Regions from separate parts of the Zea mays genome. Here regions 1 and 3 are each linked to region 2. A link is a contact called in public Hi-C data. All regions are on one chromosome and are shown on one strand. The core of a region is the stretch at or near the end of the contact, and the rest is flanking DNA. Distances in the headings are between cores, read along the strand shown.

Region 1 (3,540 bases), core at 209-2,708, 300 kb after region 2:
AAATTCGGAGTTACGTATGATAAGTTATGATTTTCCGAATATTTTATGTTTTTGGTACAAAAATAACCAAGTGATCAATTTTAATCTAGGTTTCATGCTAAAACAGAGTTACCAAGTGATAAACAATATTGTTACCAAATTAATGCAACTGGAATGGGTTAAAAAGGAGTTAAAATAAATTTTATATGAATTAAACAAGTTCTGGGATTATTTAAACACTAAAAATCATTTTCTATATTAATTCCTCTGATTTATTAAGTGTCTGGACTGCGCGCACAAATACCAGGAAGTTCAGGGGCTAACTCATAAAATCCCCAAGACTTAGATTTAAAATCTTTACTATGCTCAATGGACTGCGGGTTAGTTCCTATTTTTCTCAGGTTTCTTTTGCAAAACGTCTGATTGAAAGGGTATCGGCTGATACTATCCTTCCGATCTCCCCTAAACGGCCAAGATTAGATTTAACTAGCGAACTGGTACGCGATGCCGACCCTAGGATCCAAAATCTACGGCACGGATCTTATTTGCCCCGGAGTCGCCTTGATCCGCCCGATCGGATCTTAACGGTTCTGATCCCCTTGCCCCAATCGTTACGCTAGGATCCAATCTCAGCTGTCGCTACGGAATCCAACGGTGCCAGCAACCCCATAGTCACCCTAATTGACCGAACCAGGGTGGCGCCGCCGGCATTCCGTGGTGTTGACGATTCCGGTGACCCTACGATCATCCCCTCGCGCCCCCCCCCCCCTACCCCGACGCGAATTATCATGTTGATCCGCCCTTAGCCCATCCACCGAACGCCAGAAGACCACTAATTGGTCACCCGGTATACCTGCCCCCGAGAGACGTTGATCACTGGCCGCCACCGAACGCAGATGAGCAATTCAAGGCCATCCCGCGAGTTATAACCAGCCTAAGGCTACGCGACATGAAGTCAATTACCAGGATGAGGGGTCGGGTAGGTACATACCGAAGGGAAAGCGTTCACAGGTGGTTGTCCACGATGCAGGGGGGAAGCGCAGCGATTCTTGTCGCCGACGAGCTCCCCCTGGCGCCCCAGCCACCAAATCGACCCGCCCCAAGATCTAGGTGTACACCACGCGGCCGACGTCGAGTCTCCTACGGCACCGCAGTTGCCACGTCGGTGAAGCGGCCAACTCCGGTGATGCTCTGCCCACCTCTACGCGAGATTGCCGGCACTAGTGGTTTGGGTAGATAGTGGTGACCGAACGGACATGTGGAGAGGGGGCGACCTATTTAACAGTACCAGACGGCCCCGACTGCGCCACATGGGCCCAATCCGTTACACGATTTCCGAAATCCACGGCGGCGAGTTCGGACAAGCGCGGCGTCGCGGTTAGCTGGAAGACGGGAATTTCTGCCCACCGCGGCCCACTTGTCAGTGAGACAGAAACAGCACAAAGTGAAGACCGGCTGGCGCGCGGGCCCCATACGCAGTGGCGCCCGGCGCGTCTGGCTGACGAGGGGGGCTGGGGTGTCGGTGCACGTGCACATGCCCAGTTGGGCTGCGTGGAGACGTAGATGGGCAGGCGCCGGTGAATCTAGCCCAAAGCGCCATTTCTTTTTTGCTTTTCTTTTCTCTTTATTTTTGAATCTCAAATTTAAATCCAAGTTTTGTTGTGAGTTTTTGTTTCTATATCAAATGTACAAATTGAACATACCAGTATGGAAGGATTTTATTTATTGATATATTTATTTTCTTTATTTTGCATAGTATTTTCCTTCTCTTTATCCAAATTCTAAATTGCAAATTAGGTCCTAAATTCCAAATTGGACATTAATGTATTTCTATTAATATTATTGTTATTATTATTAAATGCACACACAAATAAGCTCCAACATGATGCATAGATTATTTATGTGCGATTGGTTAATTGTTCACTTTAATTATGGTTATTCCTATGTTCTAATAAGTAGAGGGCAAAACATATAATGAGATCAACTCTTTTCTTATTATTTACAATCTGGGTATTACAAATCCTACCCCCCCTTAAAATAATCTCGACCTCGAGATTAGGAGGAACTAGGGAAAAGATGGGGAAATTCTATTCGAAGCCCTTCTTCTCTCCCAAGTAGCCTTATCTTCACCATGGTGACTCCATTGCACTTTGCACTTTTTGATCACTTTATTTCTTGTAACCCGAGTTATAGTGTCAATGATCTTGATAGGATACTCCGTGTAAGTTAGATCGCCTTGCACACTAAGTTCTTCCATTGGTAACTGTTCCTCTGGGACACGGAGATACTTCTTGAGTTGAGACACGTGGAACACATCATGCAGATCAGACAAATGATCTGGTAGCTCAAGCTGGTACGCCATCTCCCCAACTCGCCTAAAGATTCTGAAGGGTCCAATAAAGCAAGGGGATAGCTTGCCTTTAACTTTGAATCTTCTCATTCCACGAATTGGTGACACCTTGAGGTACACGTGGTCACCCTCCTCAAATTCCAGTGGTCTTCTTCGGTTATCAACATAGCTCTTCTACCGAGTCTGTGTTATCCTCAAGTTCTCCCGGATCATCCGCACTTCTGCCTCTTGAATAATCTCAGGCCCAAAGAACTGCCTTTCACTAGTCTGATCCCAATATAGAAGAGTTCTGCACTTTCTGCCATATAAAGCTTCAAATGGTGACATTTTCAGACTGGCCTGGTAACTATTATTATAAGAGAACTCAGCATACGGTAGACTCTTGTCCCAACTGCCCCCATGCTTAAGGGCACAAGCTCTTAACATATCCTCAAGTACTTGGTTAGTTCTCTCAGTCTGGCCATCAGTTTGGGGGTGATAGGCCGAGCTGAAGTTCAACTTTGTATCCATGTTCTCATGAAGGATCTTCCAAAATCTTGAGGGTAAATTGAGATCCTCGGTCAGAAACAATCTTCTTCGGTACACCGTGTAAGCACACAATTCAAGCCATGTATAACTCTGCCAACTGAGAACCCTTGTAAGTAGTCTTGACCAGAATGAAGTGAGCCACTTTGGTTAATCTATCCACGATCACCCATACGGAATCATACCCTTTCGGGGTGCGAGGCAACCTGACAATGAAATCCATACCAATTTATTCCCACTTCCATTCGTGTACCTTTAACAGGTGTAGCCGTCCAGCTGGTCTTTGATGTTTAGCTTTGACTCTTTGACATACATCACACACAACCACGTGTGCAGCTACATCTCTTTTCAGCCCATACCACCAATATTTCTGCTTCAGATCTTGATACATCTTGGTGCTACTAGGATGAATAGAATAATCTGAGCCATGGGCCTCCTTTAGTATGGCCTCACGGAGGCTGTCAATCTCAGGAACACATATTCGGTTCTTGAACCATATTGTGCCTTGCTCATCCTTCATGAAGTCTGGACCTCTACCTTCAGCCATCAGATCTTTGATTTCTTGGATTTTAGCATCACTGATCTGACCCTTGCGTAAATCTTGCTCCAAGGTAGGTTCCACTTCGATAGTGATCCCTTAAGTATGTGCAGTTATTCCCAGGTTGAGTCATTTAAAATCTTCTACT
Region 2 (3,273 bases), core at 365-2,864:
GGAGGGGGGAGGGCTGACAGGTCATCTAGACTGGATCAATATAGGCTGGATGCCCTTAAAGCATAGTGCCAACGGTAACTTTGTTTAATCTTTTTTATTTTTCTATCGTTTGTAGGAGAATAATGATGTAAATATTTGTGCACTATTTTATCTCAAGAAAAACTGAGAAAAGTTATGTTAGTGCTTACTAAGTTTTGAAGTTTAACTTTATAAAGTTTTAGCTAAGTTTTTATGTTGAATATAATTGTTTTTTCACCTCTTTAAATTATAATTGTTGGTCACTTGTTCTCAAATGATGTGAATCAAGAACAAGGCAACACATTTGCTAGGTATTAAGAACCTTCGTCTTCCGAAACATTACCTCCTCGCAGATATAATGATCATTAGACGAAGGTCATGAAGGACATGTCTGCATCATGTTATAGATAAATAAGAATACACAAGGATAAATATAATGAGTACACCTCATTAATCCATTCGTATCTGCATTCCATAAAGTATATATGAGTATTAACAAAATATATATTACATTGATACCTTCGGCTTGCTCGAAGGCACTGACGCGGGGGAGATTACAATTCAGCGTGAACAATACGGTGCTACTGTTCATCTATTTATAGGCACGGGACGCAGCCCGGGTAAAATTACATTTATGCCCCTGACATTCATCTATAATCATAACACAGATCATTGAGGACTGAGTAGTCTTTGTCTCTTTTCGGTCATCATCATACTTGGTCTTCGTCATCACATCAAACCAAAGCTCTTCGGCTATAGCTTCATCATCCATTCTTATCACCTTCGGGCTACATCTTCAACCTGATCTACGTGCTACTACGAGGTCGTGAGATCGAAAACAACTAAAGTTGTAGCTACGGTTGATAGGATAGGGTTTTCTGAAGTTTTAGATGATCAAACAGTTTGAAAGTATATTCTATATTAATTAACATAAATCATATGAAAATAATATTCTAAATAAATACATAATTCAATTATAATCTAAGTTATAACGGGAGTAGAGGTCATATTCTAGTCAAATTATAAGTATAGCCAGGTTATAAACGTAGATAGGTTAATTTTGATTAGCATGTTCAATTTACTAAACATAAATTTAAACTATATCCATAAAAAAATATGCGACATGATAAAACTAATGTTGTTATTGTGTGGAAGATGTCATTATGAAACCATCGCAATTGGAACGGAGTAAATCGGAGTTAAAACGGATGTTATATGGGCTAAACAAGATTCTAGGTTATTTAGGGTTAATTTTATACCTAAAAACGGCTTCCAGGGGTTTATATGCAAAGTATCCATTAAATTCTATTTTCTTTACAATGAGAAACAGACAGCGGATTAGTTTCCAATTTCCAGGAGGGCTCTTATGCAAAGTGTCCGATCCAGAGGGGTATCTGTGATCCCTATCCATCCGATATCCTACCGAAGGCTCAGATTAGATCTAGTTTATAGTTAACTGGTACATCAAACTGCGGCCACTCGATTTCCATCAAACGACAATGATTCGACGTCGCGAAAAGTTACTCTCTCATCTAATCGTAACTGTCGATGCACAGATCCATGACCATGGGACAATAAAGCAATGGAGGGTTATCACGACCGCACGTATCTAATCAAAGGGCCATGAGGCCATCGTCGTCCTCACCACCGCTCGGGACGGTGGTGCAGGCACCGCCGCGATGGGGGAGGTCCCTGGTGAGCACAAAGGCGACCGCCTCGAGGCATACGTCATCCGATCGACAAGCTCAATAGGAAATGGGGATCGCGAGAAAATCGGTAGGAGCTAGCTTAGCAAAAATTGAGCAGCATGGAGCTCAGGCGGCGACATATGGCAGCCTGGCGGCTGGGGAATTACTCCGACAAGAAAATTCACACCAAGCTGCAGCTTCCGACACCCGAAACGACCACGATCAAGGTCAGTGCTCCCTAGTGAAGCGCCCAGGAAACCGCAGAAGCTGCGGCGACGACGCAATCGTAAATCTACACGCGGCGGTGACACTCTTTGCCTCCCCCCGCTCGGCTCTCGGTACTCTGGTGGCGGCTTCTGTCGCGACTTCAGGGGATGAGCAGGGTCCTGGGTTGTATATATATTCCATGAAGGATTCCCTATGGGGGCGAGCAAACGGATCCTCCCGAACTCTAAGGATTTCTGTTGGTTTGTTATGTTTTTGCTCGCACATCACGATGAAGGAAGGGAGCAGGAGATCCTACCCAATACGGCCCGCCTGTCAGTGACTCCCGCGAGGCTGCATTGGGGAAGGCTGGCTAGTGGGCCCTGCATGTTAGTGTGAGGTGGGTGACACGCGTTCAGAAGTCCGGACACGACACGGTAGGTGAGGGAGAGCGGAGAGGGACTGCAAGTGGGGCCCAAACGTCGGCTTGACCTAGACGTGGAGGTGTGCAGCAGTGGGCTTTGGAGGTAGATGAGTGGGCCGGGCAAAGGGGAATTCGGTCCAGGTAAGCAGGTAGTTTTTTTATATTTTCTTTTATGTTTCCTTTACCAATCTCAATTTAGATTCAAATTCAAATATGAGTTTCAATTTCTAATCTAAATGCAACATCCAAAATCATGAAGGCAAAGTACATATTTTTATAGCCTTATATATATTTATTTCAATTATTTTGTTTCCTTTGTTTAGTTAAAGGTTCAAAGTATATTATGCCTTTTTTTTCTTTTTAGGAATAATTATTACTCTTGAGTGTGTTTGATCAAATCCCAAGTAAGAAGAAAATTAAATATTCATTACCTTACTTGTTTACGGAAAAACAATGTTTTCTCTTTTACCAAGAGCCACTTTATCTTGAATATATTTAAGGGTATTCTTTAAATTTCTTGCAGAGAATAACTTGTCCTCTCTTTTCTCTTTTATTTCCAAATTCTAAAGTTTGAAACTTAAATTTATCTCACAATTTGAATATAAATGCAAACATACAAGAACCCAGCATGGAATGCACATTCACGTATTTATTTATTTGTCATTTGGCTACTTTACTTCCTTTAGTTGACAATGCACAAAGAAAGGAAGATCAAGAAATCCTAAAAATTCTAGCAGAGAAGTATATTTATTTATTTATCCTATTAACTTTCTCTTATACCAATTTCGGGCATTACAGCAGACAAAGCTGCTAAATCGACTGATGCCGAAGCTACCGTTGCAGCCAAAGATGAAAATCTCACAACCACTCTGTCCAAAATGGACAGACTTATATCAGACGTGGTTGTGGAGAAAGAGGTAGCTGCAGTAGTTTCTGATA
Region 3 (3,274 bases), core at 212-2,711, 350 kb after region 2:
TTAATAAATTGGTCAAGTTTTATTAGTAGTTACTAAATGTAAGTAAATACCAAACCAGAGTAATAATAGATCAAAAGTAATAATAAAACCACAATGCGATGCAAATGACAAATTGAATTTAATTCCATAAATTAATCATGCGAGAGTCATGATCTGCTCATGACCGCGAGCACGGCTAGTATACCAGTTTTACACTCTACAGAGGTTGTACCCTTTACCCACAAGTCATGTCACCCGGTTGCCAAGGGGTCTAGAAGTCCCATTCATCTCTACCGAGGATATGAGGCAGGGTAACACTATGAGGCCTTTATAAAGTTCCACTAGCTTTAGAAAACCCGCTACAATTTTAGGGAGCGCAATGCAGGAATCCCCTGTCTGACCGCCATCGCAGCAAAATCAACTAGAGAACCTCCCTACACCGACAACTCCCCTACTGCCCTTGCCCCTTTCGGATAAGGTAGACCTCCACTACCTTTTCTAATTAGTCAGCCAAGGCGTCCCATTCCACCCTTGTGGTGGCACATGTTTGTCAAGTTAATCTCCATGTTCCAATTAACATAATAGTCTTATTATGAACAAAATAGAAAGATTATAATAAAGAATGAGCATGTGTAATAGTTATCTCAACACCCAAACCACATATAGCAATAGCAAAGACTACCCAAAAGTTCAGGGGTAAACCAGGTGTAAAGATGACCAAACTAGGGTGACATATTGGGTCCCATCAAAATTAAGCCTATGCATGCCAAAATGAATATAGAGAACATTATTGGATAAATAAAAGTGGTCAAGGGCACAACTTTCCTTTAATGAGCTCCTGCTCAGCAATTTCCACCTGCTAGGTACCGGGATCCTCGATCACTTGCTCGTCTACTTGAAACAATACAAACAAACATAGTATAAGGGAAATTAACATCACACCAAACAAAGAGATATAATGCATGATAATATTCTATACATCGTGACGAGATCGTAGGTTCAAGAATCACTAAATTCGGAGTAACGAATGATAGGTTATGATTTTCCGAAGGTTTTATGTGTTTGGTACAAAAATAACCAAGTGATCAATTTTAATCTAGGTTTCATGCTAAAACAGAGTTACCAAGTGATAAACAATATTATTACCAAATTAATGCATCTGGAATGGGTTAAAAAGGAGTTAAATAAATTTTATATGAATTAAACAAGTTTTGGGATTATTTTTACACTAAAAATCATTTTCTATATTAATTCCTCTGATTTATTAAGTGTCTGGACCGCGTGCACAAATACCAGGAAGTTCAGGGACTAACTCATAAAATTCCCAAGACTTAGATTTAAACTCTTTACTATGCTCAATGCTATGCGGGTTAGTTCCTATTTTTCTCGGGGTTCTTTTGCAAAACGTATGACTGAAAGGGTATCGGCTGATACTATCCATCTGATCTCCCCTGAACGGCCCAGATTAGATTTATTAACCAGCGAACCGGTACGCGATGCCGACCCCAGGATCTAAAATCTACGGCACGGATCTTACTTGCCCCGGAGTCGCCCCGATCCGCCCTATCGGATCTTAATGGTTCTGATCCCCTTGCCCCAATCGTTACGCCAGGATCCAATCTTAGCCGTCGCTACGGAATCCAACGGTGCCAGCAATCCCATGGTCGCCCCCGACGCCCCTGTTGACCGAACCAGGGCGACGCCGTCGGCATTCCGCGGTAGTGATGATTCCGGTGACACCGCGATCATCCCCTGGCGCGCCCCCGGTACCCCGACACGAATTATCATGTTGATCCGCCATCAGCCCATCTGTCGAACGCCAGAAGACCACTAATTGGTCAGTTGGTCACCCGGTATACCTGCCCCCGAGAGACACGGATCACTGGCCACCACCAAACGCCGATGAGCAATTCAAGGCTATCCCGCGAGTTATACCTAGCCTAGGGCTACGCGACATGAAGTCCATTACCAGGATGAGGGCTCGGGTAGGTACATACCAAAGGGAAAGCGTAGCAGGTGGTTGTCCACGATACAAGGCGGACGCGCGGTGATTCTTGTCACCGACGAGCTCCCCCCTGGTGCCCTAGCCACCAAATCGGCCCGCCCCAAGATCCAGGTGTACACCACGCGGCCAACGACGAGTCGCCTACGGCACCACAGTTGCCACGTCGGTGAAGCGGCCAACTCTGGTGATGCTCTACCCTCCTCTACGCGAGATTGCCGGCACTGGTTGTTTGGGTAGATAGTGGTGACCGAACGGACAGGTGGAGAGGGGCAACCTATTTAACAGTACCAGACGACCCTAACTACGGCACATCAGCCTAATCCGTTGCATGATTGTCGAAATCCGCGACGGAGAGTTCGGACAAGCGCGGCGTCGCGGTTAGCTGGAAGACGAGAGTTTCTGCCCACCGCAGCCCACTTGTTAGCGAGACAGACACGACGCAGAGTGAAGATCGGCTGACGCGCGGGCCCCATATGCAGTGGCGCCCGGCGCGTCTAGCTGACGAGAGGGGCCGGGGTGTCGGCGCACTGGCCCAGTTGGGCTGCGTGTGGAGACGCAGATGCACCCATTTCTTTTTTTCTTTTCTTTTCTGTTTTCTTTTCTCTTTATTTTTGAATCTCAAATTTAAATCCATGTTTTGTTGTGAGTTTTTGTATCTAGATCAAATGTACAAATTGAACATACCAGTATGGAAGGATTTTATTTATTTATATATTTATTTTCTTTATTTTATATAGTATTTCCCTTCTCTTTCTCCAAATTCTAAATTGCAAATTAGGTCTTAAATTCTAATTTGGACATTAATGTATTTCTATTAGTATTATTGTTATTATTATTAAATGCACACACAAATAAACTCCAACATGATGCATAGATTATTTATGTGTCATTGGTTAATTGTTCAGTTTAATTATGGTTATTCCTATGTTCTAATAAGGAGAGGGCAAAACATATAATGAGATCAACTCTTTTCTTATTATTTACAATCTAGGTATGACACGTAGAGGTCAATGACTTTCGTCCCATAAGCCTTATTCACAGTTTTACTAAAATTGTCTCCAAGGTGCTAGCAGTTCGTCTTGCTCCAAAATTGTCCAATTTGGTCGCTACAAGTCAGAGTAAGTTTGTTAAAGGCAGGTGCATACATGACAATTATTATGTTGTTGCAGCAAACCGCCAAGGCATTGTATTTGCAAAAAACGACATGATTCTACTGAAGTTAGATATTAGCAAGGCCTTCGATTCAGTTTCTTGGCCTTTACTTTTTGAGGTGCTTAGACATATGGGTTT

Evidence for each region. Hi-C and Micro-C count contacts between places; a contact is called where the count stands out from the background.
Region 1: a Hi-C map of leaf mesophyll shows a contact between it and region 2, with 2.8 times the contacts expected there. The contact joins two enhancer-like sites. A contact is called at or near these places in 2 of 25 Hi-C or Micro-C datasets (bundle sheath and leaf mesophyll).
Region 3: a contact with region 2 is called in a Hi-C map of bundle sheath, with 2.7 times the contacts expected there. The contact joins two enhancer-like sites. A contact is called at or near these places in 2 of 25 Hi-C or Micro-C datasets (bundle sheath and endosperm).

What each region holds. Positions count from the first base shown.
Region 1 is chr1:152,604,188-152,607,727 of Zm-B73-REFERENCE-NAM-5.0, forward strand. No RefSeq gene overlaps it. Among protein-coding and RNA genes, the nearest start is that of LOC103639529, 31 kb to the left of the region's middle. Within about 2 kb of position 1,459, at least 19 of the 20 cell types and tissues checked have an H3K27ac peak or open chromatin away from gene starts, as enhancers often do. A contact at or near this core is called in bundle sheath and leaf mesophyll, where this site is marked.
Region 2 is chr1:152,299,812-152,303,084 of Zm-B73-REFERENCE-NAM-5.0, forward strand. No RefSeq gene overlaps it. Among protein-coding and RNA genes, the nearest start is that of LOC103639495, 51 kb to the left of the region's middle. Within about 2 kb of position 1,615, at least 20 of the 20 cell types and tissues checked have an H3K27ac peak or open chromatin away from gene starts, as enhancers often do. A contact at or near this core is called in bundle sheath and leaf mesophyll, where this site is marked.
Region 3 is chr1:152,653,515-152,656,788 of Zm-B73-REFERENCE-NAM-5.0, forward strand. No RefSeq gene overlaps it. Among protein-coding and RNA genes, the nearest start is that of LOC103639529, 80 kb to the left of the region's middle. Within about 2 kb of position 1,462, at least 18 of the 20 cell types and tissues checked have an H3K27ac peak or open chromatin away from gene starts, as enhancers often do. A contact at or near this core is called in bundle sheath, where this site is marked.